Regions from separate parts of the Rattus norvegicus genome. Here all the other regions are linked to region 3. Evidence: chromatin contacts called from public Hi-C data. All regions are on one chromosome and are shown on one strand. Each heading gives the region's core, a stretch centred on a gene start, on an enhancer-like site or on the middle of the called end of the contact. The rest is flanking DNA. Distances are from core to core; before and after follow the strand shown.

What was found. A called contact is a pair of places that touch in the nucleus more often than the background predicts.
Region 1: a Hi-C map of Schwann cells shows a contact between it and region 3, with 3 times the contacts expected there. The contact joins the enhancer-like site here to the promoter of Pten in region 3. A contact is called at or near these places in 4 of 12 Hi-C or Micro-C datasets (the Rat2 cell line, Schwann cells, kidney and 1 more).
Region 2: a Hi-C map of the A7r5 cell line shows a contact between it and region 3, with 13 times the contacts expected there. The contact joins the enhancer-like site here to the promoter of Pten in region 3.

What each region holds. Positions count from the first base shown.
Region 1 is chr1:240,102,759-240,106,722 of GRCr8, forward strand. Pten (phosphatase and tensin homolog) reads left to right here. Exons shown (of 9, transcript NM_031606.2): 7 at 2,278-2,444. Among named protein-coding and RNA genes, the nearest start is that of Pten, 61 kb to the left of the region's middle. Within about 2 kb of position 2,578, at least 1 of the 93 cell types and tissues checked has an H3K27ac peak or open chromatin away from gene starts, as enhancers often do. A contact at or near this core is called in Schwann cells, where this site is marked.
Region 2 is chr1:240,077,510-240,081,349 of GRCr8, forward strand. It overlaps Pten (phosphatase and tensin homolog), which reads left to right. Exons shown (of 9, transcript NM_031606.2): 3 at 789-833. Among named protein-coding and RNA genes, the nearest start is that of Pten, 36 kb to the left of the region's middle. Within about 2 kb of position 2,507, at least 15 of the 93 cell types and tissues checked have an H3K27ac peak or open chromatin away from gene starts, as enhancers often do. A contact at or near this core is called in the A7r5 cell line, where this site is marked.
Region 3 is chr1:240,041,540-240,045,180 of GRCr8, forward strand. It overlaps Pten (phosphatase and tensin homolog), which reads left to right and starts at 2,168. Exons shown (of 9, transcript NM_031606.2): 1 at 2,168-3,106. The coding sequence starts at 3,028.

The DNA of each region.
Region 1 (3,964 bases), core at 1,328-3,827, 62 kb after region 3:
TGACCAGGCTTTCAAATCTATGAGCCTTATGATGGCCACTCTCTGACAGACCACCACAGATACCAAGTTAAAGTCATTCAATACTCCCACCCCCACCCCAAAGACACACCGAGGGTGGAGCCCAGAATCTTGTGCACAGGGCAAGTACTCCATTACCAAGCCTGTGCCCCAGCCTGTCATAATCTACATCACTCTCAGCACCACTGTCCTCCAGGCCGCTATTAGTATGGCCCGTGTAAATGGCTCAACTTCTGTCCTAATCCAAAGCACCACAGTTCACACTCAGCCAGTAAGCAGTGGCCAGGCTAATTATTTCAGCTTGTTTTTAGGGGCCTTCTAAGAACTGTGGATTTGTAATTCGCTTGTCAGTTGCTCATGATAATTATTCAATGTATGTATGTATGTGTATACCTTAGGTGTTGTTTAGATGAAATCCAAATTATACAGTCAGTTTTCTTTTTAAATCCTAAAATCAGTAGTACTAAATTCTGAGCTAGTAGAATAATTCAGTAATAAGATTATCAGGCTTTTCATCCTGATAGTTTTTACCAGAGTTTTGAAAACACACTTTGTTCATTTGTCTCATATGACATCCCACTTATGTATAAAGCCTAATAAAGTGTCTCATTCCACTTGGAAATTGTAGTCAAAGAAGGGAAATGTATTGACAGGTTCCTGATGGAATGTTTCTCCTCTTTGGGATGGGTTTCATGATAAGTGTCTTGTAAATCCATGTCAGAATTGTAAATCCATGAACCCCTTATTCTCTTACAGAGGACCTTATTTTACATGAGATGCTGCAGTAGGGCCTTTATATGCTAAATGTATAAACCATTATGTTTTTATGACTTAGATTGGCTTGCTTTGCACATTGTCTGAGTCTTGGTTCACATTGATAACAATCCACTTTTTATCTTCAAAGAAATAACACACACACACACACACACACACACACACACACACACACCCTTTAGGTTTTTGTTTGTTCATTCGTTTGTTTTTGAGAAAAATATTTATTTGGGGGAGTAAGTCTTTTCTGTGGGGATCCCCCAGCCCATGTTTATAGAAGACATCTATCTGGCAAGGGCCCCACACCCTTTTAACCTACTTACTGGTCTCCTGTTTTTCTCTAGCTATAAGTGATTTTGAATACATTTTAGAAATAAAACTTCTTTTCATTGCCACATCTTTAACCATCTTTTGGTTGACTTGCTAATCAAAATCATGATGATGTTTGTGAAACTATACTTAAACAGTAATTTTAAAACAGACCTAGATTGCAACCAAATAATTGTTGATGAGAGCAGTGTTTAAGAGAGAAAAAAGTTTCTGTTGTAGTTTTCCCTTGGTGCCTGCTGCATTTCCTGTAGACATCTCCGGTATTTCGTTCTATTTCTCATGATTGTGACTTTGTAAATGTGGGCTCTTACACCCATGTGCATATGGGCGGCACACATTAGGCTCAGCGGGTTTCTCAAAAAGCAAAACCACAGAGGCCATGAAGTTGAGGGGGAAACTGAGGGGGGGGGGTGTATCCAGGAAGAGTTAGAGGGAGAAGTAGGAAGTGAATTGGATCAAAATTCACTGAATGCTTAATCTGAAATTCTCAAGGAATTAAAAAAATAATGTTAAAAACTATGTGGGGCTAGGTGGCAGTGGCACGTGCTTTTAAAAGTGCCGGCACTTGTGAGGCAGAGGCAGGGAGATCTCCATGAGTTGGAGGCCAGCCTGACTAGTTCCAGGACAGCCAGGGCTAAGCAGAAAAACCCTGTCTTAAAAAACCAAAACCAAACCAACCAAACACACAGAAACTTGTAGACTGGAGGTGAAAAGAGTGATGGTCAGTATTTTATATTTCTATAGTATAAAGGCTTAGGCTTATAGAGCTTATTAATATTTTTCATCTTTATGCAGTTCACAAAAGTCCCAGGAAATTGTTTATTTTATGCCTAAAGTAAGTTGTGATGAGTCTTTTGCGTTATGTTAATGTAAAGCTTTGATATTAATATGTTGCTAGAGTGTAGTCTTGGAATTACTGTTTATGAAGTAGCAATTGATTTTCATATGTGTAATAGAACTTTATTAAGGGTTCAAGTTGAAGAGGTCCTTACTTGGATTTTATTTTACTTATTTTATTTCTACTGATTTGTTTTAGATAAGCAGTCAGTGTGAAGAATTTTGTGTATATTTCTGATACTTTATCATTAAAACAGTTTGTGATAATTTGTGTGTTGAAGACATTTCTTGTGGAGTGACCGTCTGTATGTACCCATGTAGATCCCCAGTTTGTGGTCTGCCAGCTAAAGGTGAAGATCTACTCCTCCAACTCAGGACCCACGCGGCGGGAGGACAAGCTCATGTACTTTGAGTTCCCTCAGCCATTGCCTGTGTGTGGTGACATCAAAGTAGAGTTCTTCCACAAACAGAACAAGATGCTCAAAAAGGTCTGTACTTCAGTTCCTCTGTGTAGAAATAGCCATTCCTTCATGAGTAACCACAGCCCTTTTGCTTAGTGCCTTTGGTTAGGAGATTAGTTTGTAAGGAGAGCCTTTCTCTGCCATCCGCTGCGCTGATTCCTGCTTTGCTAACCATGCACACTCTGCTATTGTGGCCGAGCCGAGACTGTAAGCAGAGCCGCCTACCCCAACCTCGGGGTCAGCTCTCTGCTTTGTTCTGTGATCTTATGCGACACAAGCCATGTTTCACCCGATTAGGTTTATGTTTCTTGAGACTATAGACTATTTTATATTTTGTTTCCCCATATTTACTGAGTAAGTTTAGACAGTATTACTTAGTTGAAAGAAATAGCTATGAAGAAGAAATAATTAAAACAAAGCGGGGGAGGCTGATAGGTTAAACATCCATGTTTAGGATTGCTGAGGCCTGAGACAGACTTGAGAAAAGGCAAAAGCTCGGCTGTAGCGCCCTTGGTGTGAACATTTGTCCTTGGTTAGTATCCTTAGTTGAGTGTGAACATGAAAATGAGCCTTAAGGTGTAGAAGGCTTAGCTGGTAACAGAGGAAGAGCAACTATTTCAAAAATTAAGTATTTGGTTTTTTTCTCTCTCCTAGTTTGTTTGTTTGTTTGAGACTGGGTTCTCTGTGTAGTGCTAGCTGTCTTGGACTTGCTTTGTAGACAAGGCTGGTCTCCAGCTCAGAGATTACCTGCCTCTATATCCTGAGTTCTGGAATTGAAGGTGTATGCTGTCACTGCCCGATATCTCCGACTTCTTATCAGACCCTGGCTCACATACAGTTGTGTATGTGCGCGCACGCGAGCAGTGGATACGCCTTTTCCGTCCTTGTCATCTTTTGTCAGTGTTTGTTTGGAGACAGACTCTTACTTTGTAGCCCAAGCTGGTCTAGAACTCACTAAGTGGCCCGGGTAAAGCAGTCTTTTCACCTTAACTTCCCAAGTGCTGTGATCATAGGCATGAAGCACCTCTCTTGGCTTTATATTGTTTGTAAAAATAGATAATTACCTCAGTGTCTCCTTGTAGTTTTAGAGATGTGCTGTTTCTTACTCCTGATCTCTGAAGATTGGATACTTATAATATATTTATATATCTTAGATTACATTCCATAAATTTCCATTTATTATAGCTTTTCCTTACTAATTACATGCCTGTTCTGATTTAAATAAAAACAGTTTTAGAAAATCAGTGCACATCAGTGAGCCACATTTTGTAAGTTTAAATAATATTATCTTGTTTTCCTCTAAGTAAAATACAATTGCCAACTGAACAACATTAAAATAATTGAGATCAATAAGGTTTTAAAAAGGCTGAATACACGTCTCAGCAGTTAGGAGCCCTGGTTCCTAGCAGGGGGAGAGGGGATGGGATAGGGGTTTCTAGAGGACCCAGGTTTGATTCTCAGCACCTATATGTTGCCTTACAGTTATCTGTAACACCAGTCTTGGGGGATCTGAATCCCTCTCTGGCTTCCACGGGCACTGGGCATAT
Region 2 (3,840 bases), core at 1,257-3,756, 36 kb after region 3:
ACACACACACACACACTTTGGTGAGACAGACCTGTAATCCCAGCACTCCAGGGATGGAGGAAGGAGGGTCAGGAGTTCAGGTTTATCTACCACATAGTGAATTCAGGACCAGCCTGGGCTACATGAAACTGTCTTTTTTTCCTTTCTTCTCATAATTCTTCACCATTATGTCTTGCTGAGTCTTCTGTTACAGGCCTGAAGATTAAACAAATTTGCATACATAAAGTACTTAAAATAATACCTGACATGTAATAAGTGCTTTGGTACCTGTAATTACCCTTTGGTTTCACAGCTGACTGGAAGGGGTGGTCCTTGGTTTGACTCTTTTCATTTACTGGCTTTACACTCTGGGCGAGTCTCATAGGCTCTTTGACATTTACTTCCCTTCCCTGTAAAATGCAAATTCTATCTCTTCCATGGTTGTCAGGGACTCGCGAAAGTAAACATATGAAAAATACTTGGTAAACTTTGTATGGGATTACATGATTGCTTATGATTCTCATGGAAGTCAGTGTGAGCTGGGCACACTTGGGAACTGCTAAGATTGCTTTGTCAAGATGATTGTAATTGATTGGACTGAAGACAGATATTACACTTTTGATAAAGACCGCTCTACTTCTGATTATATTAACCTGTAATGTAATTATTAATGAAGGAGGGAATATGAATTTGGGTTATTAATACTATTTGAGATTAGGGTAAATAAATCTGTTTTAGTCTGTGCAGTATTAATGTAATTTGAAATGTTAGCTCATTTTTGTTAATGGTGGTTTTTTATTTGTTTCAAGGTTTTTGGATTCAAAGCATAAAAACCATTACAAGATATACAATCTGTAAGTATGCTTTTTTATTTGCCTCTGTGCTAAAATAACTAAGTAAAAGTTATTTCTTTGTTGGAGATTAAGAATATATTTTAATAGCTGGATTCCTCAGAGCAGTTGAAGAAGTCTGCTAGAGAGGATTGCTGGATCTCTGGTGGAGAGGCGCAGGAGCCTTGGCACAGATTCCTGTTACTTGATCTGCTTTAAAAGACTTGGCGCCCCGCCTATCCTTGAGCCCATAATCATGTGATAATTTGAAGTGTAATCCACAACGGAGCTGCTGTTAGTGTTAATGATGGCTTCTATGGAGACAGACTCCAGGGTGGATGGACTTTTGTTTCCTATATTGTTTGTTGATCAATTTACTGAAATAGTATTTGAATATTTTCTGTGTATAACCTAAGTAAGTTTTGCAGCATTATTTAGTTATCTAGTGTAGAATTTTAGGGATTGTCCATTAGAACTTACTGACCTATTTTGAAACCTTTGTTTTGTTTTTTTTTGTTTGTTTGGTTTTTTTTTTGACTTTTAGAGTAGCAATGTGAAAATGAGAAAGGAAAACAAATCATTAAACACTTTTTTTCTTTGAATACCATTTTTATTTTCCCCAAATACTGAGCATTATTTTTTTAATTTTAAAAGACATAAATTACCATTTTTCTATTAGGTCCTTTTATTTTCTATGTCTATGAATTATATAACAGAATTTTATGCAATGGTAGAATAACAATTAGTCATTTTCTGTAGACTTCATTAAATATAAGCAAAAGTGTTCTCTGTTCTGTTTCCAGTGGTTATTTGAATTGTTACCTAGAAGGATGGAGGATTTTCTGTGTCTTGTTAGAGTGCTAGATGTTGCTTTTTTTTCTTTCAGTTTTTAGTGATATTTCTGTTTTGATGAGACTTCAAAGTATTCATGTGCAGTAGTTAGTAATATTATTTCTCTTGTTGACTTCAGATTCAGAAAGGTGCAGCCATGGTGAAATAGGCAGATAGAGTGCTCACAAGGCTAGTTCCAGTCCTCGTAGCCTATAGCTTCATGTGAAAGTTAGGCAAGAACAATGGATATAGTAACTGGGGTCCCACAGGAAGCTTTTATAAAGGACCAGATGTGGGGACTGTGATTAACTTCTGATACCTTCTTCTCTCCCTTGCCTGTTATATACCTATGAGACTAACAAGACTTTCTGTTTTATTTCTTTCAGTTTTAGGATTTTTGCAAACATCAATTTAAAGATTGTGAAATATTTCTGTGGCTTTTCTACTAATCAATAGGGATTATCTATTAGACCTGGGAGGATGGGCCATGGCAAGTCAGGAGATTGATAGCATAATGGTATTTGAAATATGGCAGATAAGTCATTTTGCACGGGTGGTCGTGTGTGCTGGCTTAGGTGGGGTTATGGTAATAAAAGGTGGATAGGAGAACCACAAAACTGTTTTGAACAGCTGCATTCAGAAGCTGACTGAAAAAGGACAAGAATTGTTGAAAGCTGGAATTGATTAAATGAATCATTTTGGACTCACACTGTCAGGATTGGGGATTTAGAGAGGTCCCAGTAGGGAAGTAGAAAGACATTAGAAGGCACTTTCTGCCTAAGTGGGAATTTTATGCCTGTTTAACATATCCAAAGCGCAGGGAGGAAATTCTTTTCATTCCTGTGTGTAGTGACTTCCTGCTCCTAGAATTTAGGGATTTGGCTTATGCCATCTCCTTTGTTGTATGTTAGTGTAGTTAGAGCTGGCACTGGGTGGGCTAGGAACTTGAGTTTCTAAGCTTTTGATTCCCAGTTTAATGAACTATTTCTTTATTAGTTGAGAGCAACCGTTAGTGCTTATGAATTTACTCCCTTGTCATGTGGAACGAGGCTTTCAGACTGGCAAAGTCCTGAAGGGTGGTTTAGCAGTGACTTCTCATCTTACAGACAGGGAATTAGGCCTAGGAAGTTAAATGAGGTGGCCAAAGACAGGTAGGGGCATCCTAACAGACTACCCACTGTTTGCACCGGGAGTCCCTTTTATGTGTTTGCTTGTTAGTTCTTTGTTTTATTTACTTCAAAAGTTTAAACACCTGCAAAATTGGGTGTTTTAATCTGAGTACTCCCTCTCCCCTTGGCTACTATGTATCTGATTTAGGGCATCAAAGACTGGCAACAGCAGATGTTTTTCTTTTTGTTTTATGATAGGGATTACACTTAGTATGTATTTTTTTTTCTCGAAAAATGTAGACCTCTGAAGATCCTAAAGTATTTTTCACTGAACATCTGCATAATTTGTAGCTTGTGAAACCTTTTACGGTAGCCGTGTTGTATATGAAGAACTGTCAATGTAAGCTCTCTGATAATCACTGCTTATCTTTTGATAGCAAAATAATCAGTTATTTTGAGAAAGGGAAACATAGTTAATCAGTTTTGTATGAGTGTTTTTTTTTTACATTTTTTATTGCTCCATGTTCAGAGAATACAAGATTTAAAATTTTTTACTGAATATTTGACGTAGTTGGCAAACATTTAGCCAAGTTATTTTTATCTGTTAAGATTTCCTCTGTAAACCACTGTAGAGTGAAGAAGAGAGCTTCAGTTGTCTGTGAACTTGTCTTTCTGAGCTCACTCCTCTCCTTGCTTTCTGTTGCCACCTTAGGAAACCTCTCCTTCCCTCCTTCCTTCCTTCCTCTCCTCCCTCTCCTTCCCTCCTTCCCTCCTTCCCTCCTTCCCTCCCTCCTTCCTTCCCTCCTTCCTTCCCTCCTTCCCTCCTTCCTTGTTCTTCCTTCCCTCCTTCCCTCCTTCCCTCCTTCCTTCCTTCCCTCCTTCCTTCCTTCCTTTCTTTCTTCCTTCTTTCTTTCTTTCTTCTTTCCTTTCTTTCTTATTTCTCTTTTTATTTAAGCCAATTTAAGGTAAGGACAAGAAAAGGTGGTTTGAGTTTTAATTGTAAGGAAAAATTGAAATCCACATGGTCATTTGCTGCCGTCCATTTTTAGTATGTGGACATACTAACATGGAATATGGCATGTTCACATGTC
Region 3 (3,641 bases), core at 918-3,417:
TGCAACTATGCCGTGGACATAACGAAATTTTCTTTCTCTTATACTTCATAAACCCTCAGCTGGCCTTTCCTAGACACCTACTCGCAATTATTGCAATACTCATGATAACTGATTATTATTCTCCAAATTTCTAAAATGACCCAGGGCTTCAGCTTGGGTCTCAGGTCAGAAATACTTTAGAACTCAAATTGCCACCCCGAGAACTAAGTCTCCTGGGAAAAGAACAATAAGGAAGAAATCCCTACCTACATCGGAGTTGATGTCATTTTTTCTCCAAGCTCAAGGTGATCGCTTGCTTTGTGGCTGGCTGGTGGGGGAGGAGGGGCTGTGCGCTAGTTATCAGCATTTCTGAACCAGCTCTCTCAACCGCGACAGGTCAGCCAATCCCGGCAGTAAGCTTTTACTTGACAGGTTCGTTCTGGGCTGACAGCCATTGACTAGGTGCTCAGATAAGTCACTTGGCTGAGTCTACGGTAGGTGGGGCGCGCTCACCAGTTCAGGGGCAGTGACTGGAAGTTTGTTGCAACATCGGTAAGCCCAAGCAGCCAGCAGCAACAGGAGATACCCTTTTGCCCCACGAGTACAGATCTAGAAAGGGTTCACCTCATTAAGCGGAGATGCGTCAAACCCCCTAGGGCCCTGCCTTTTCTCCCACGGTTGGGAACGCGCGGTGTGGGCAGATCCAGAGCAGAAGTCTCGTGTCCCGGCCTTCTGGCTAGCTCTATGGGTTACAAGCGAAAGGGAGGAACAGCTTGGGGACTCTCAGCGTCAGCGTTCACAAACCGGCGGCGGCCAGCAGAGAGGGGTGGCGGGGGCACGTGCTTGGATGTGGCTGCTTGTGTAACCAGCTCCCCAGGCGCTTGGCCCCGACAGCGCTCCTGCGGACCGCTCGTGGGTGCTATTCTCCGCTCTGACTCCGAAGAGAGGGGTTCAGCTGCCTACACGGGGCATGGGGTCCCGGAAGATCATCTAATAGAGAAGAGGGGACCAAGCTCCTGCCTCAGGAGCACACAGATAGGGGAATGGGAATTTGGAAAGTTCCCCAACTAGGACCACACGTGACCTCCTCCTGAAAGTAGTTCCGACTGCGGCTCATGTATCCTTCCACCTAGCCTTTGAGCCCTCCCAGGCCTGCTCGCCCCGCCCACTCGCTGGCTGCAGCTTCCGACCGTCCCATACTCCACACCCGGGCTCAGTAACCGGGTCCTCGAACGTGCACCGTCCGACAGGGTCAGAACTTGGCCACCGCGATCCAATTCTGCCGGGTTTTCTTAGCGGCCACGAAGGGGGAGGGGCGGCTTATCTCCTAGAAGATGGAGCCTGACTGTGATCCGGTGGACCTACCGCTGCGGGGAGCTGCGGGGCTCTTCGCCGGGAGGTGGAGGGGTGTGTGTGAGGTGCACTCTATTCACGGAGATCCACTTTGTCTACCCAGGGGTGTCCTTTGGGCCCTGGAAACTCAGGGGCAGATGTCAATGTACACGCCCCGTATGCACAATCATCATGCTTGGCTGGGAGCGTTCATCTTTCGGGCAAATGAACCCAGCTGCCTGGGAAGCAAGAGGCGGGGCAGGGAACCGGAGCCCGATGAGGTGACCCACGCGGGAGACACAATAGGGGGTTGTTCTTTGTGCAAAGACTGACACCTTGAGGACACCGTGGGGGTGAGGTGCGCTGTCTAGGTAAAGACTTGCCGCCGACAAATCCTAGGAAGCACTGCAATCTGACCACAGCGCAGGGCAGGGCGTGCAAGCCGCTCGAAAGAAACACAGGGACCTACGCAGGAAGGGTGAACCTGGCCCTGAGGTTCCTAGGGTGCTGACCAACGCGGTCAGCTAGTCCGATCCACCTGTGAGCGGTCAGCGATCCTGCTCCGCGCACCCTCGCTCGGCCACAACCTGCCCTACCCTTTGCCGGGTCTCTGCGCTGAGGCCGAAGCCGGCGTAGCTCCAGGAGCGAGCCGCGGCCACACTGGGCATGCTCCGCGGCGCTCCCCGCCCCTGTCCCACCGACGCCCCGCCCCTCCCCGCCCCGCCCCTCCCCCGGCTCGGCGCCCGCCTCTCGCCTCCCTCCGGCTTCGGAGGCGCCCGGCTCTCCCGGCTGGGTGGCGGAGGGGGCGGGCTGGCCGGCGCACGGTGATGTGGCGGGACTCTTTGTGCACTGCGGCAGGATATGCGCTTGGGCGTCGGGACGCGGCTGCGCTCAGCTCTCTCCTCTCGGAAGCTGCAGCCATGATGGAAGTTTGAGAGTTGAGCCGCTGTGAGGCCAGGCCCGGCGCAGGCGAGGGAGATGAGAGACGGCGGCGGCCGCGGCCCAGAGCCCCTCTCAGCGCCTGTGAGCAGCCGCGGGGGCAGCGCCCTCGGGGAGCCGGCCGGGCGGCGGCGGCGGCAGCGGCGGCGGGCCTCGCCTCCTCGTCGTCTGTTCTAACCGGGCAGCCTCTGAGCAGCTTCGGAAAGAGACGGTGGAAGCCGTGGGCTCGGGCGGGAGCCGGCGCAGGCTCGGCGGCTGCACCTCCCGCTCCTGGAGCGGGGGGGAGAAGCGGCGGCGGCGGCCGCGGCTCCGGGGAGGGGGTCGGAGTCGCCTGTCACCATTGCCAGGGCTGGGAACGCCGGAGAGTTGCTCTCTCCCCTTCTCCTGCCTCCAACACGGCGGCGGCGGCGGCGGCACGTCCAGGGACCCGGGCCGGTGTTAAGCCTCCCGTCCGCCGCCGCCGCACCCCCCCTGGCCCGGGCTCCGGAGGCCGCCGGAGGAGGCAGCCGCTGCGAGGATTATCCGTCTTCTCCCCATTCCGCTGCTTCGGCTGCCAGGCCTCTGGCTGCTGAGGAGAAGCAGGCCCAGTCGCTGCAACCATCCAGCAGCCGCCGCAGCAGCCATTACCCGGCTGCGGTCCAGGGCCAAGCGGCAGCAGAGCGAGGGGCATCAGCGACCGCCAAGTCCAGAGCCATTTCCATCCTGCAGAAGAAGCCTCGCCACCAGCAGCTTCTGCCATCTCTCTCCTCCTTTTTCTTCAGCCACAGGCTCCCAGACATGACAGCCATCATCAAAGAGATCGTTAGCAGAAACAAAAGGAGATATCAAGAGGATGGATTCGACTTAGACTTGACCTGTATCCATTTCTGCGGCTGTTCCTCTTTGCTTTTCTGTCACTCTGATAACGTGGGAGTAGACGGATGCGAAAATTTTCTGTAGTTGGGGTGACTATAACGTTTAATACTGGTCGCGTTTCTAGATCGTGTATTTTCTGTCTCTTCCAGTGTATTCAACCTAGGGAGTGTTCGGCTAGACGGAACTCATGCCTGCTTGCAAGTGTCAAGGCACGGATTGGTTTCTTGTCGAGCTCTGTGGTTTGTTCTTAAAATCTATTGTCCGTTAATGCAGAGTACTGTACACTGGATTAGTCGGCTCGTCAATCGAGCCTTCTAAATGAACTAAAAAAAATAGACGCTGTGGTGTCGTGCATATTTCGATTAGATCGTGACTTAGGCCCTAGATCTAGGGTATAGATCAGATTAAAATGAAAGTCCGTGCAGCACGTAGGCATATTGCCTCAGAATCTTGCAGTGATTTTTTTTTTTTTTTTAGTTTCCTGGGTTGCATTGGAAGATTTTTCTAAAATGTGACTTGTGGACTGATTTGCATAA